Linked DNA regions of Sus scrofa: region 1 is linked to region 2. A link is a contact called in public HiChIP or PLAC-seq data. All regions are on one chromosome and are shown on one strand. Each heading gives the region's core, a stretch centred on a gene start, on an enhancer-like site or on the middle of the called end of the contact. The rest is flanking DNA. Distances are from core to core; before and after follow the strand shown.

The links. HiChIP or PLAC-seq counts read pairs in DNA pulled down with a chosen protein or histone mark.
Region 1: a contact with region 2 is called in an H3K27ac HiChIP or PLAC-seq map of skeletal muscle, with 6 times the contacts expected there. The contact joins two enhancer-like sites. A contact is called at or near these places in 2 of 47 Hi-C or Micro-C datasets (psoas muscle and skeletal muscle) and 1 of 2 datasets of contacts at active chromatin or transcription factors (skeletal muscle).

Annotation. Positions count from the first base shown.
Region 1 is chr13:21,079,187-21,085,741 of Sscrofa11.1, reverse strand. The region is part of intron 20 of ARPP21 (cAMP-regulated phosphoprotein 21); the gene reads right to left. Among named protein-coding and RNA genes, the nearest start is that of MIR128-2, 44 kb to the right of the region's middle. Within about 2 kb of position 2,916, at least 2 of the 83 cell types and tissues checked have an H3K27ac peak or open chromatin away from gene starts, as enhancers often do. A contact at or near this core is called in skeletal muscle, where this site is marked.
Region 2 is chr13:20,861,772-20,868,198 of Sscrofa11.1, reverse strand. No RefSeq gene overlaps it. Among named protein-coding and RNA genes, the nearest start is that of ARPP21, 90 kb to the left of the region's middle. Within about 2 kb of position 5,173, at least 5 of the 83 cell types and tissues checked have an H3K27ac peak or open chromatin away from gene starts, as enhancers often do. A contact at or near this core is called in skeletal muscle, where this site is marked.

The DNA of each region.
Region 1 (6,555 bases), core at 1,667-4,166, 220 kb before region 2:
TATACAATTCGGCATTTAAAGTATGTGTCTGGGGAGTTCCCATAGTGGCTCAGCAGTTAACAAACTCGACTAACATCCAGGAGGTTGTGGGTTTGACCCCTGGCCTCGCCCAGTGGGTTAAGGATCTGGTGTTGCCATGAGCTGTGGTGTAGGTCACAGACGCAGCTCAGATCCCGCATTGCTGTGGCTGTAGTGTAGGCCGGCAGCTACAGCTCCGATTGGACCCCTAGCCCAGGAACCTCCATGTGCCGTGGGTATGGCCCTAAAAAGATGAAAGACAAAAATAAATAAGTATGTATCTGGGAATTCCTGCTGTGGTGCGATGCGATTGATGGCGTCTTAGCACTGGGATACGGGTTCTATCCCGCCTGGTACAGTGGGTTAGGGATCCAAGCCAGCTGTGGCTTGGATCTGATTCCCTGGCCAGGAAGTCCATATGCTGCAGGGCAGCCAAAAAAGAAAAAAATAATTAAAAAAAAGAATGTATCTGTTTGTGACCTTCTGGATGGTTCAGCTGGTTGGATTTCTTTTTCTTTTTAAATGGACTAGAATTTACTTAACTATTCTAATCCCTAATATAGGATGTAATTTAAAATGCATTCTTAAAGGAAGGCTATGAACTGTCCGTACAAATATTGAGAAGAAAGATATGACTTAGGTAAAAATGACTTGGTGATAGAGAAATGAAACAGATTTGCTTCATCCTGGAAAGTAAGGTGCTTCCAGAGTTCATACTATTAACTACACTGAGTGCTTTGGAGTCAGTGGAACTGCTGTTTTCATACAAATCACTGAGAGAATCTTTAAAATCCTAGATTTTCTTAGCGTAAACACTGTTTTACAACCAGATTTTAAAAACTGAAAGGGTAAAAAATTCCTAATCAATGTGTGTTGTTTATAAATAAAAAATTTTGAGTGTATGTGAAAGTTTTAATTGAGGAAAGGTAAAAATAATATATATACTTTGCTGTCCTCTGCTATGCAAAAATGTATTTTCACTCCTCTTAGAAATATTGTGGAAACATGTCTTGCAAATAGGAGACAGCTTATTTCATCAGATGAGATGGAAACAAGGTCTGGTCAGTTTGGAACACCTAAGAGACCAAATGAGGGGATAAGCCAAGTTGGGAGGCCTAGACTGTGCCGGCCTTGGTAATGGGACAGGTGTGTAATCTGGAAAGTTATCCTTTGACCTTCTTATGTGTCCCCCTGCCTTTTTTTTGGCTGCACCCATGGCATGTGGAAGTTCCCTGCCTAGGGATCAACCCTGTGCCACAGCAGTGATAATACCAGGTCCTTAACCCACTAGGTCACCAGGGTACTCCTCTATCCCATTTTATTTTTTATTATTTGATTTTATATTCACATTACTACCCCTATTCCATTTTCATAGTGGGCTAAGTTATTTTCAATTCTTATAAAGACACCACATATTAAGAATCTAATTAAGGGTAACAGCCACCATCTCTCCAGTTACCCTGCATCCATGGCACACAGTCAAGCCTCCTTTCATATGCTCTGAGGGTCTATTTGATATTAATTACACCATCAAAGAGGGTTTGTACAATATGAAAAAATCAGCAGACTTGAGAACAAGAACTGTGACTTAAGGCCATATCATGGTCCTCTCTACCTCTCAGAATGCTTCCTATTGCAGGGAGAAATTTCTTATAGGATTAATTGCAAAAAACTGTTTTATATGATTTCCTATCATCTAGATCTACCACTCATTCATATACTCATTGGCCCTGAAAAAAACCAGTTGCTATTTTACTGTTATTATGACGTTGTTCCTAGCTGCATCAAATTCACTGAAGCAAGAATTGTGACATATGTAAGAAAATAACTTGGTAGAACTATAGAAAATTCATGACCAACAGCCTTGCTTACCATTTCCTAGTTCTAGAACAAAGAGCAGATAAGGTGAATGCATTCCCAAGTCCATGTCATGGTGAATATAATGGAACCGTACCTCTAGCTGATGATTCAAAGTACAGGTTGAAAATGAGAGAAATGTCTTTTAAGAATCTGACTTATATTTGGTCTTATGCTAAAAGCCCAGCTGGGTCTCAATGGCCCTGAATGCACACAGCTACTATGTAAACAAAAAGAGAGGAAAAGAGGGGAGGGAGGAGGACAGGTGAGGTGCAGTGACCTTGCATCTAAAGATGATGTATTTGCTTATTGAATCCTAACATCCTTTCACAGAGTCAGCTTTGAAATGACTCTGTTTTACAGAGTCTGTTCAAAAATAAATTGAGGTGGCCTATAAAAGATTCATTTATTATAGCAGCTCTAAACCAAAATTGGGGTGAGGGGAAAAAGTCTGATGATAACAGAGCTGATAGGATACAGAAAACAGAATGTCTCCGTAGGAAGAGAAAGCAACTCTCAAGTAACAGTTAAGGAGAGAAAAGGAGTGAGGAGGTCGGGCAGCCTCATCCCAGTAAAAGTGTGGGACCTGTGAGGGTGCAGTTCATCTTTGCTGAGTGCACAGATGCAGGACCATTGCAGTGTCTCCCTCCCCAGGCCTCCTCTGCCTGCTCACTTGTGAACTTTAATACCAAATACTATTTGTAGTTTGAGGGTAATTCATTAATATTCTGTGCATAGAAGTGGCCTACCAGCTCTGCAGTGGGGTTCCTACAGTAAACACACTTCCAATAAATCAAGATTTATGGGAGGAGTGAATAAGGCTGTACAATTTCAAAATGAAAACTTAGGTGTAAGGAAAGCCAAACTTATATTCATGAATGCCATTCATTTCTCAGTTTGCTCTCCAGGCAAGAAATTTACACCTGGGATGGTTTAATTGAAGGTACCCATTTCTTTAAATGATGTTGCAGAAGGTAGGTGGCAGAATGGTCTTTGAGACAGGAGGCTGTCTGGAGTGTGAATCTGACCTCCCATCCAGAAATAGACAGATAGAAATGTGATAGCAGTGACCTAAGAATGAACTAACAGGGTCTGCCTGGGACACAGCACAGCCGAAGGCAGAGATGGCAGTGCTGGTGGCAACTTGCTTATCTCATCTATTCACATGAGAAATGTTTTCCAGTTTGTCAATTCTTAGCTGTGAGATGATCAGTTTTTCATATTTATTGAGGATTAACAAGATAGAATGCATCTTACAAAACAGCAACAGCTACAGTATCTGCCCTGTAGGCTTGCTATGGAGATCATAAAGACATTAGCTATTTTTATTATTCCTTTTTCAGTCAAGGTTAGTTCAGTTTTCAAGTCACATGCATCTTTTATTTTCTAAAGGTAAAAAGGTTAGGAATGGACAAATGCCTCCTAGCAAATAAAAGAGTACACTCTACTAAGATTGAGGAGTTATAAAATTAAAAAAAACCCTGGCTCTTACAAATCTGAAAATTTAATATTGTTTCTACTGAAATATAGCAGTTACCAAATACTATTTGTAGTTTGAGGGTAATGCATTAATATTCTGTCACAGAAACATTTCTTGATGTAGAACACTTCTGAAAAATCAAATGTAAACTGATTAGGAGTTATAAATTGCAGGACTGTGACTGACATTATTTTAACTCTTTTGAATACATTATTACAGAATAATAATGTAATAATCATTTTAGAAATGAATGAAATGGCAAAGCTGTAACATGTATTTTCAGGATTTTGTTTCCTTGGCTGTTGTTATAAAAGTTGATGCTGAGAAAGGGGCATAGTTAAGAGGGCAAATATCTACAGAGCAAAATAACTGGGAAGCTAGATAGTTCTCATCACCTCCCCAAACCCACCCAAGCAGTGTAATTTTCCTGTTGTGTTTATTAAGTACTCTTAACATGGTATAATGTCTTTTTTAATTATTAAACTTAATAATCTGCTTAATATAAAATATCACTTAACTTAGATGAACCAGCATACACGTATTTCTACAGGTTTCTAAGGAAGCAGATACTTGATTCTGAATTCAAATTCTGTTGTTTTTTTGTACCTGGTTTTGAGAAGGAGTTTAGCTGTCGCATGGCTGGTGAAGAATATGAAAGCAAAAAATGCTTATCCAGGACTAGTTGTCCTTTGCTGAAGTTTTATAGTTCACACATTGTACCACCTTCTAATATGTGCCTGGTTGTTTCTTGGTTTCCTATCAGTTTCTCTACACTTTCATCTTAAAGATTTTCCATTATAACTGAGCTAACTAGCTCTATTTGTTGATCACTTACTCTGATCCAAACAGTAAATTAAGCATTCTTACTTTATTGTCACAAAAATCCTGGGAGGCAGGCAGTGTTATTACACTCCTTTTATAAAAGAGACAATAGTGATTTAGATTCAGACATCTGTTGAGGTCAGCCAGCTAGCAGGAGGGAAAGCCTGAATTTACATTACAGTTTTCTGACTTGGGCATCCCCTGCTTTTACTGCCTAAATTGTAGTACTATTTGTTATACATTCTCCTAAGTCTCATACCTCCACGTAATCCTCTTGGTGTGGCAGGTACTCAATGGCTATTCATCACATTAATTGTTTCCTTAATGGTTAAAACAATTAAGTAAGAAGACAAGGGTTAGCATCCACAGTCTGTTGAACATCTTGCTAGTAGCAAAGAAAGAAAGAAAATCAAAGGTAAAGCATAATTGCCCTGTCAAAATCAACTCAGACAACTCAGGAATGTTTTAAAGGTTTTTTTTTACTCAGATAATGGGACACCAAGAAAGTCAGGTTGAATGTGGGGTGAAGTGAGTCAAATGGATTCTAGTCCGTTCATTTACCTCATTAGTTTCTAATCAGCAGATACTATAGTTTTCAATTACTAGGACCATTTTAAATAATGGCTCTCCTCACCATCATTGAGGACTCTGTATATTTACTCTGGATTGTTTTCTCAAAATGCTCTGAAAATATAAGACAACAATATCTTATTTGCACATTAAATTTAATATCAGTTCTGTTATTTTAATGTTCCAGGCAACTGGCTGCCCTCAGGAAAAGTCACCTGGCCTTTGGAAACAAAAATCGTACTGATAGTATTTGAAAGATAAAAGTAGGTTAGAGAAAGAAGATATACAGAAACTTTGCAAAACAACCCAGACTATCAGCTTGGAAAAAATTAAGACTCCCCTAGGGCACCTGGAGGTGGCTGTACCTTGGGAATTTACAGACCGCTATCATAACGTTTCTGATTCTGTGAACACTGGATTTGTTCCCTGGTTTTACTTCATTCCAAAGGAACTGTCTGTAATTCAGGGGTCCTTTTTAGCTTCATCTACCTACAGCACCTTGGTGCCCAAGGTAGCCTTGAGTGAGGAGAATGGATATTTCCTATGATATTATGGAAACTCTATGGTTTCCTGAAAGAGAGGCGGATTCAAGGTAAAGGGTGCCCCCTACCCACCATCATGGAGCATGGAAGACGTCCTCAACAGTTCCACTGACATTGAGGCCTCCAGGAACCAGGGGGTCCTCAGACACTAAGGAGGGCATCTGATATCACTGGCCCTTACAGATGCTGTTCTACTCCAAATCCCAAGATGACTCCCAAGTGCGACAGCTTAGGTTAAGTGGGGTCAACATTTTACAGCATGCGTAAGTTCCTGAGCCAGAACCTATGTCATAGCAGTGATAATGCCAGGTCCTTAACCCACTGAACCACCAGGGAACTCCAAGTGTGGTCAACTTTGAAAAGCAAGCTGTGTATCTTTTGAAGCATCTTGCCTCTGTCAGTCTCCCGATTTATGTAAACTAAAATGCTACCTAGGATTTTTAAAATAAGAAAGCTGCATAGACTGGATTGGAAGAATTTATCTTCAAATATGTCTAAAAACAAAGATACAGGATAGAAATATCTAGCCTGGACATCATAATTAGATACTCTTTTGTTCTTATACATGAAGTAAAACAGCATAAAGCAGTCCAAAAAATTAAAATAGAGGAGTACAAAAAATGGCCCTTTTTTGGGGGGGTGCTGTTGAAGCCCATTATCAACATCTTTTCATCTTTGTGTAAATGTCTGCCTTCACGTTATTTACTGGCTGTCTCTGCATCCATCCTCCTCTCCCTCACCATTTGTTAGTCAGTGGTTTTAATTCCGTAGGAACAAGAGGCAGACTGAGCAGGGAGAGGCTGCCAGAGAACGGAGGGGATGCAGCACGCATCCCAGGGAAGTCTGTCCATCCTGATGGACTTGAGGAGAGCTGCGACAAGCCGTTAAGTGGAATGATGCTTCCTGAAGTAGTTGTTTTTCTCCTACTTGCTCATGAGCCTTCAGACAGCACAGAGAGTAATTCCTAAAACCATCTTTACCATCTCCTGAGAATGTCCACATGTGGGTCATTGTCTAGTGGCAGTCCACATCACAGGCATCATCTTATTACTGCAAGCTGAGGGCCCTTTTCACTGCAGTTACAGCACCCTGATCCACGGTATCGCAACTACAAAGCTGCTTTTCTTTCTTTCTCTCTCCTTCTCTCCCTCTCCTTCTCTTTCTTTTCTTTACTCTCTCTCTTTCTTTCTTTATCAGGGCAAACATGAGAGACATTGTTAAATGACTACAGGAATGGCTCATGCACAGAATTTCAATGAATGCCTC
Region 2 (6,427 bases), core at 3,924-6,423:
ACATCTAAATGAACCTGCCTGTTTGCCAGACTGTACCTGATTCCCCATATCCAGGAGGATTCCCCCCTATCCAGCCAAAAGTGTCATTACTTTTTGGAGTGAACTCTTTTAACTTCTGTTTACCTCTTCTGTTCCTTGGACCAGATAATCTTTTGCTTGCCCTTCTAAAATTCCATGTTTCCGTCCTGTTTTTTGCCATGGAAGGCTGATCTACCAGGGCTAAACAATAGGGCTCCTAAGACTTTTGGTACAGTTTGACCACCAGGGAGAGCTGGTAGGAGACCAGAGAAATGGAGGTGAGTGAGGCTAAGGGTGTGTATTCTCTCTTCATAACCTTGCTTCTAGCTGATGGTTTCCCTTGAGAGAAGCCTCTGCTTTTTCCCCAGGCAGCTTGCTCAATATTAAATTTTTATTTCTGGGTTCCAGTTATGTCTCCCACTTCTCATCTCTTCAAAAAGACACAGGTGTATTCCATCACTTTTGATGTGTTTGAGAATATCTGTATTTAGTGCTTATTCTTGAATAATAATGTTTCTGAACCTAAAATTTCAGATTGATGATTTTTCCTCATAATTTTAGAAATATCACCCAAATCTTTTAACAACTTTTTTTTTTTGCTATTGAGAAATCCTTTGTATCATTCATTTAGTCTGATATATAATTTCTTCCTTTAATTTTTTATTTTCCTTTAGTGTTTTACACTTTTCCTATTAAGAGTAGATTCCTTTTTATTTACTATTACATTTTATAAATCTAAGAGCTCATGTGTTTCCTCAGTTCTAGAAAAGTGTATACCTTTTTCTTTTTGAATACTCTTGCTGACTCTGCATTCCCTTAACATGTTAGACTCCTAAGGTATTCTGTCAGATTTTATTATTATATATACATCTTCATTTCTCTTAAATTCTTTCATGTTTGTTAGTTTTTGTTTTTCCAATTTTTAATGGAATTATAGCTAATTTACAATGATGTGTTAGTTTCAAGTGTATAACAAAATGATTCAGTCATACATATAGCTGAATATATATGTATATGAATATATATTCTTTTTCAGATTCTTTTCCATCATAGGTTATTACAAGATACTGGGTACAGTTCCCTGTGTCATGTTTGCATTTTTCAAATCTTTCTGTTTCACTCTGGATACTTGCCTTATATCTATATTCTATTTCACCAGTAATTTTATGCTTGTTATAAGGTGTTTCATATATATATATACACACACACACACACATTTATATGCTTGCAGAATTTTATGTTATTCTTTTCCCCCTTGCCCTGATAGTATTTATTTCTTACAATTTTTATTTACTTTTAGTTTTAGAATTTTCAATCATATTTTTACAAACTGATAAACAAAATTGCATGAGTAATATTATATGTTTATCTATATTCTGTTTCATTTATCTTGTAATTGTAATTTGGAGTTTGAACTCATGCTTAGAGGGCGTTGTTCATGACAATCCTGTAGATATGGATTAAAGATGTGCGGTTACCTCTGCCAAGTGTTCCAGGAAGAATACTACATTAAGTTGTTTTTCTTTACAAGATTCCAGACCACACAGTCTGTTTAAATCAGAATCCCCAATCCAGGCAAGGTGGCCACCATACTTGTAAATTCTAAGTAGATTTTGCTTTTGTTTTTGTCTGCAAACAGCCCCCTCAGACTCCTACAACCTTCTTTGTCATCTCCCTGGGCCAGCTGAAAGACATTTTTTTTTTTTTTTTTCCTAGTCTGTACTTTGGGGCACATGGACCATTTTGCTGTATCCTGCTTCAGGAGAAAGTCTCAATACCAAGACCACACCTGGAAAGGGCGTAGTTAGCTGTCTTCTCATCCTCCTGTGGATTGTGGTTTCCTCTTATCCCCTGAGAGCAGAGAAGCTGCAGATGTAGATTACAAAATTACTTTTTCAGTTTTCGGTTTTCTTTATTCTTCCTGATCCTTGGCAATTTTCTTTGGAGGCTTATTGAGATCATTTGTGAATTTTAAAGGCTGTTTGTTGTATTTTATCTAACATTTCTAGTTATTTATATAGAGTGTTTTTCAAAGGATGTGTTTTTTCTAGAAAACCATTTCAAGGTACAGGTACTAGTTCAGCCCTGTCTTAAAGAGATACCTCATTGAATTATTATAGATTTAAATAGGATCTAATACAGCATTTTCTCCGTAACAATTTCTTTTGTAAAGTAGAATTCTTTTCCATTTGTAAGATAATAAGCTCTCTATCAACTTACTTAGAATAATCAGCTACCAACAAAGGCAAATAACAAAACTACATTGATAAAAAGATGTCCAAGTACATACTATGATTCCATTTCTATGCAGTTTAAGAACATACACAACCAGTCAGTGGTTATAGAAGTCAGAATGGTAGTTACCTCTGCAGTTATTGACTGGGAAGGGGTTTGAGGGAACTCCTGGGGTGCTTCAATCAAGATGATCAAGGTGTTAACATGTGTAAAACTCATCAAGCAGTATGCTTAAGATTATGGTATTTTATGCTATATACATTAGAGATCAATTTTAAAAAAAGATGTCCAAGGTGTCTTTGACAAACCATACTCAGAAATTTTAGAGCCATTAGATTGATCCTAATCTAGCTGTTTTTACTTTAACTTAAAATTTGTTAACTATTTTCTCATTATAAATCCCAACATTGTAAAAATTAATTACTTTTAGAAGTGGAGGCTGAAACAAGTATTTTACATAAACCGATATTCTTCCTAATCAGGCCACCACAAATATTATTAATCCATCCCAGTTAGTTTTCTCCTGTTTCTGTGCAAAGCCCTATCCTTCTGAACGTGCCAGTCTGACAGCCACCACCAATCAATTAGGGTTGGAAAGTGAGAACAGCCTCACTTGGGATGCCTGAACAGGATGACCTTTAGGGCCGACCAATCTTATATTTTCTGTCTGTGAGTGACTCATTTCGTTCTGCTATCTGTAGACTAAACAGGCAACCTTCAAGAGAAAGTGAATATTCACAATGACCTTCTGCTCTTCAACGCAAGACTTGTTCATATATCTATAGTGGTTTGTTAACTGTCTGTTCTCATAGGAATTTGTTCTTAGAATCCAGCGTACTACTGGTTTCTCTTAAAATTTTGTCATTTACAGGATGCTCATTATATTGACTTAAATTCCAGTAAACTATAGAGGAATTTAAAGAGAAAAAAAAAAAAACTAACAACAAAATCAGTGCTTCATCATTTACAACCATCTGAGAACACTGTGATCCAATCCAAGGTTTGCACCAATTACATCAGTATAAGCTGCTTTCCTCTTTCTCTGTTTTCACCAGAAGCTCTGCACATCTATATCAAACATCAGAGGTATTTATTACATACTTAGCAAGGGCAATAGATGTATGGAAGGGAAGTGGCAGAAAGCAGTGGTAAAGAAGGAGTATCTGGCCTCTTTCACTGTGCTGGGTTTGTGATATCAAATAGTTAGAAGACTTGAACCTTTAATCAATCAATTACTTGCTCGAATTTCTTTCAAGGAAGATCTCAGAGAAGGATCAAATTTCAGCATCAACTGATTTTGTCTTTGGTTCCTTTTGTTGAAGTCCGTGCTTTTCCATGAAAAAGAATTAATCCTTAAAAACGGACTCTAATATTGATACATCCTTACATTCCTTTTATGTTCATGCATATCATCTTTTTCTTTTTGCCATTTCTTGGGCCACTCCCGCAGCATATTGAGGTTCCCAGGCTAGGGGTCGAATCGGAGCTGTAGCCACTGGCCTACGCCAAAGCCATAGCAACGTGGGATCCGAGCCACGTCTGTGACCTACACCACAGCTCATGGCAACCCCAGATCCTTAACCCACTGAGCAAGGCCAGGGATTGAACCCTCAACCTCATGGTTCCTAGTCAGGTTCGTCGACCACTGAGCCATGACGGGAACTCCCATGCATATCATCTTTTGAAAGAAAAATGCTCAGTAGAAAACTGCATTTATTGAATAATACATATTTTGCCAATTTTTACAAACCACAGAATGTTGTTTTAGTTTGAGTTCATACAAAAAGAGTCTAGGAACAGGATCTGAGTACTGAGTGTACCATTCATGTCATTGTTGGTTGTGTCAGATGTATGTTATCACATGTGATCCCACATCAAACCATGTATAGACCAGGAGACCAAGTTTCAGAGAGAAAAAAATGTGACAAAGTCATAATTCTAACTCAACTGTGTGTGTGCTCAGGTAACTCAGCGTTGTTCCAAGAGCTCCATGTTTATCCTGGACCAGCTTTGTGGTATGTGACCTTGGGCAAATCACTCAACCTATGCGACCCTTAGTATCCTCAACTGCTTCAACGTAATCTCTGCTTTGCCTGTCGGATAGGGTATTTTAAAGACCAAAACCGTCAATGAGCCTATTTGATACTTAACTTGGGACAGCTATTTAAAACAAACAAACAAAAAAACAATTTTAACAATTTTAAACAAACAATTGGATTGCATTTGCCCTGGATCATCTCAGTGTTGAAAGTTCCTACTGCCCCATCTATCACTGATTTTTGTCAAGGGTGTGCTGTGTGCTTCTGGATCTTTTGCAACAGGGTTCACAGCTTCAAAAACAAGGGAGAAGACAAACTTGGTTCCATTATAGTTTTGTTGTGAACTGCACATAGACACTGATTTATGTCTATATGTGAGTAAAGAGGTCAGTTTAACTAAACAAGGGACAAAATAGGGGCCATTCAGCCACTGATGCCTGAACCTCTGGCCTGCTGCTATGAAAATACATCTACTTTCTCAGGGTGATCCCCCAACCCCCCATCACTTAGGATCCAGCAGCCTCTGCCTGTCTGTCCTAGATTTCTTTCTTTAACAACAGGTGCCTGCATTACTGAGAGATAGTTTTATTGCATCTTGATGTCATGACTGCAGCTGCTAGTATATAAATAAACTGGAGGCCACCAGAGGGCTTTTTAAAAATCTAAGACCTATAAGGAAGAAATGTCTTAATATGTTTTATATTTTTAACAGAGAAGGAAACTGAAAACTTATAATGAAACTGATTTTTAGCATTTCAACTAAGATTCCATGTCAGTAAGTTCTTTGTAGATACCATGTGACCATCAGAGGAGGAATAAACTAAGTATGGACCATGCTCATGTGAATTAAACTACAATAGCCACTTAATTTTTTATGAGTGTGTAAATTTCACTTCAATAGTATCACTTCTTGATTTCCTTCTTTTTCTCCTTTCTGACTTTCTTACCATGTAACACAGAGAAATTACGATTATTAAGGGGTCAGTCCATTTGTGGGCAGAGAAAATCCTGAAACTCTCCAGTTAAACAAAACATTTCTCATTTGGATTAAATGAAGTGAGAGAAGAAAGGATGAAACCCTTGGAAAACTGCTGTGTGTGCATTACCAAGGTTCTTTTTTTCCTCTGTGTGTGTGTGTGTGTGTGTGTGCGCGCGCACGTATATATTTTTTTCTCTCTCTTCTTCGTTGCTGAAATTGTGAGATTGAATTTGATGGTGCCATCTCAAGTCTGTAATTAATAGGAAAATTAGCTATGGCTTTGGGGAGTTTTTGAAGACTGGATACAACCATGGAGTATAACACTCTGCTACCATTCAGTTTTTGAGAATGGAAGAAACTGAATTTTAAGTAACTCAATACCTCCTTTTCAGCACTTGTTTAATAGTACATGTCCTTTAACCAAAGAACACAGATGGTACAATGAGGTTTTAATTAGATTTCGCGTTGGATCCAATTAGCTACAGTTGCAAATGTAAAATCTAAAATAGAGCATTAAGAAATAACTTTATCGAGTCACTTCAATTTGTTAGGTCACTGGCCTTCCTGGATTGCAGCGGACATACAGCTCAAGATAACAGCATCATGAATTCCTATTTAAAACATATGTCAGTGGGGAGTTCCCATCATGGCTTAGGATCCTCCCTGACTAGGCTCCATGAGGATGTGGGTTTGATCCCTGGCCTCTTTCAGTGGGTTAAGGATCCAGAGTTGCTGTGAGCTGTGGTGTAGGTGGCAGACATGGCTCAGATCCTGCGTTGCTGTGGCTGGGGTGTAGGCTGGCAGCTACAATTCTGATTTGACCCCTAACCTGGAAACTCCCATGTGCTGCAAGTGCAGCCCTAGAAAGCAAACAAAACAAAAACCAACCAACCAAACAAACAAAACATATGCCAGTGGTTAAAATTGTGTCTGATGTATAGGTTCAGAAATGGTCTTTCTCAACTTCTCTACTTATGAAAATATGAATAAAGATGAAAATCTCCCCAACACACTGAAAGGAAAGCTTATTCCAGAGTTTGGACAGAATTTATTCTAACAATGAGGTCAGTTGGGCTGGAATAAAAATTAAAACACAGCCATAGACATATCTGAAGTGCACCTCATGACATAAGTAGTCTTTTCTTCACAAAAGAGA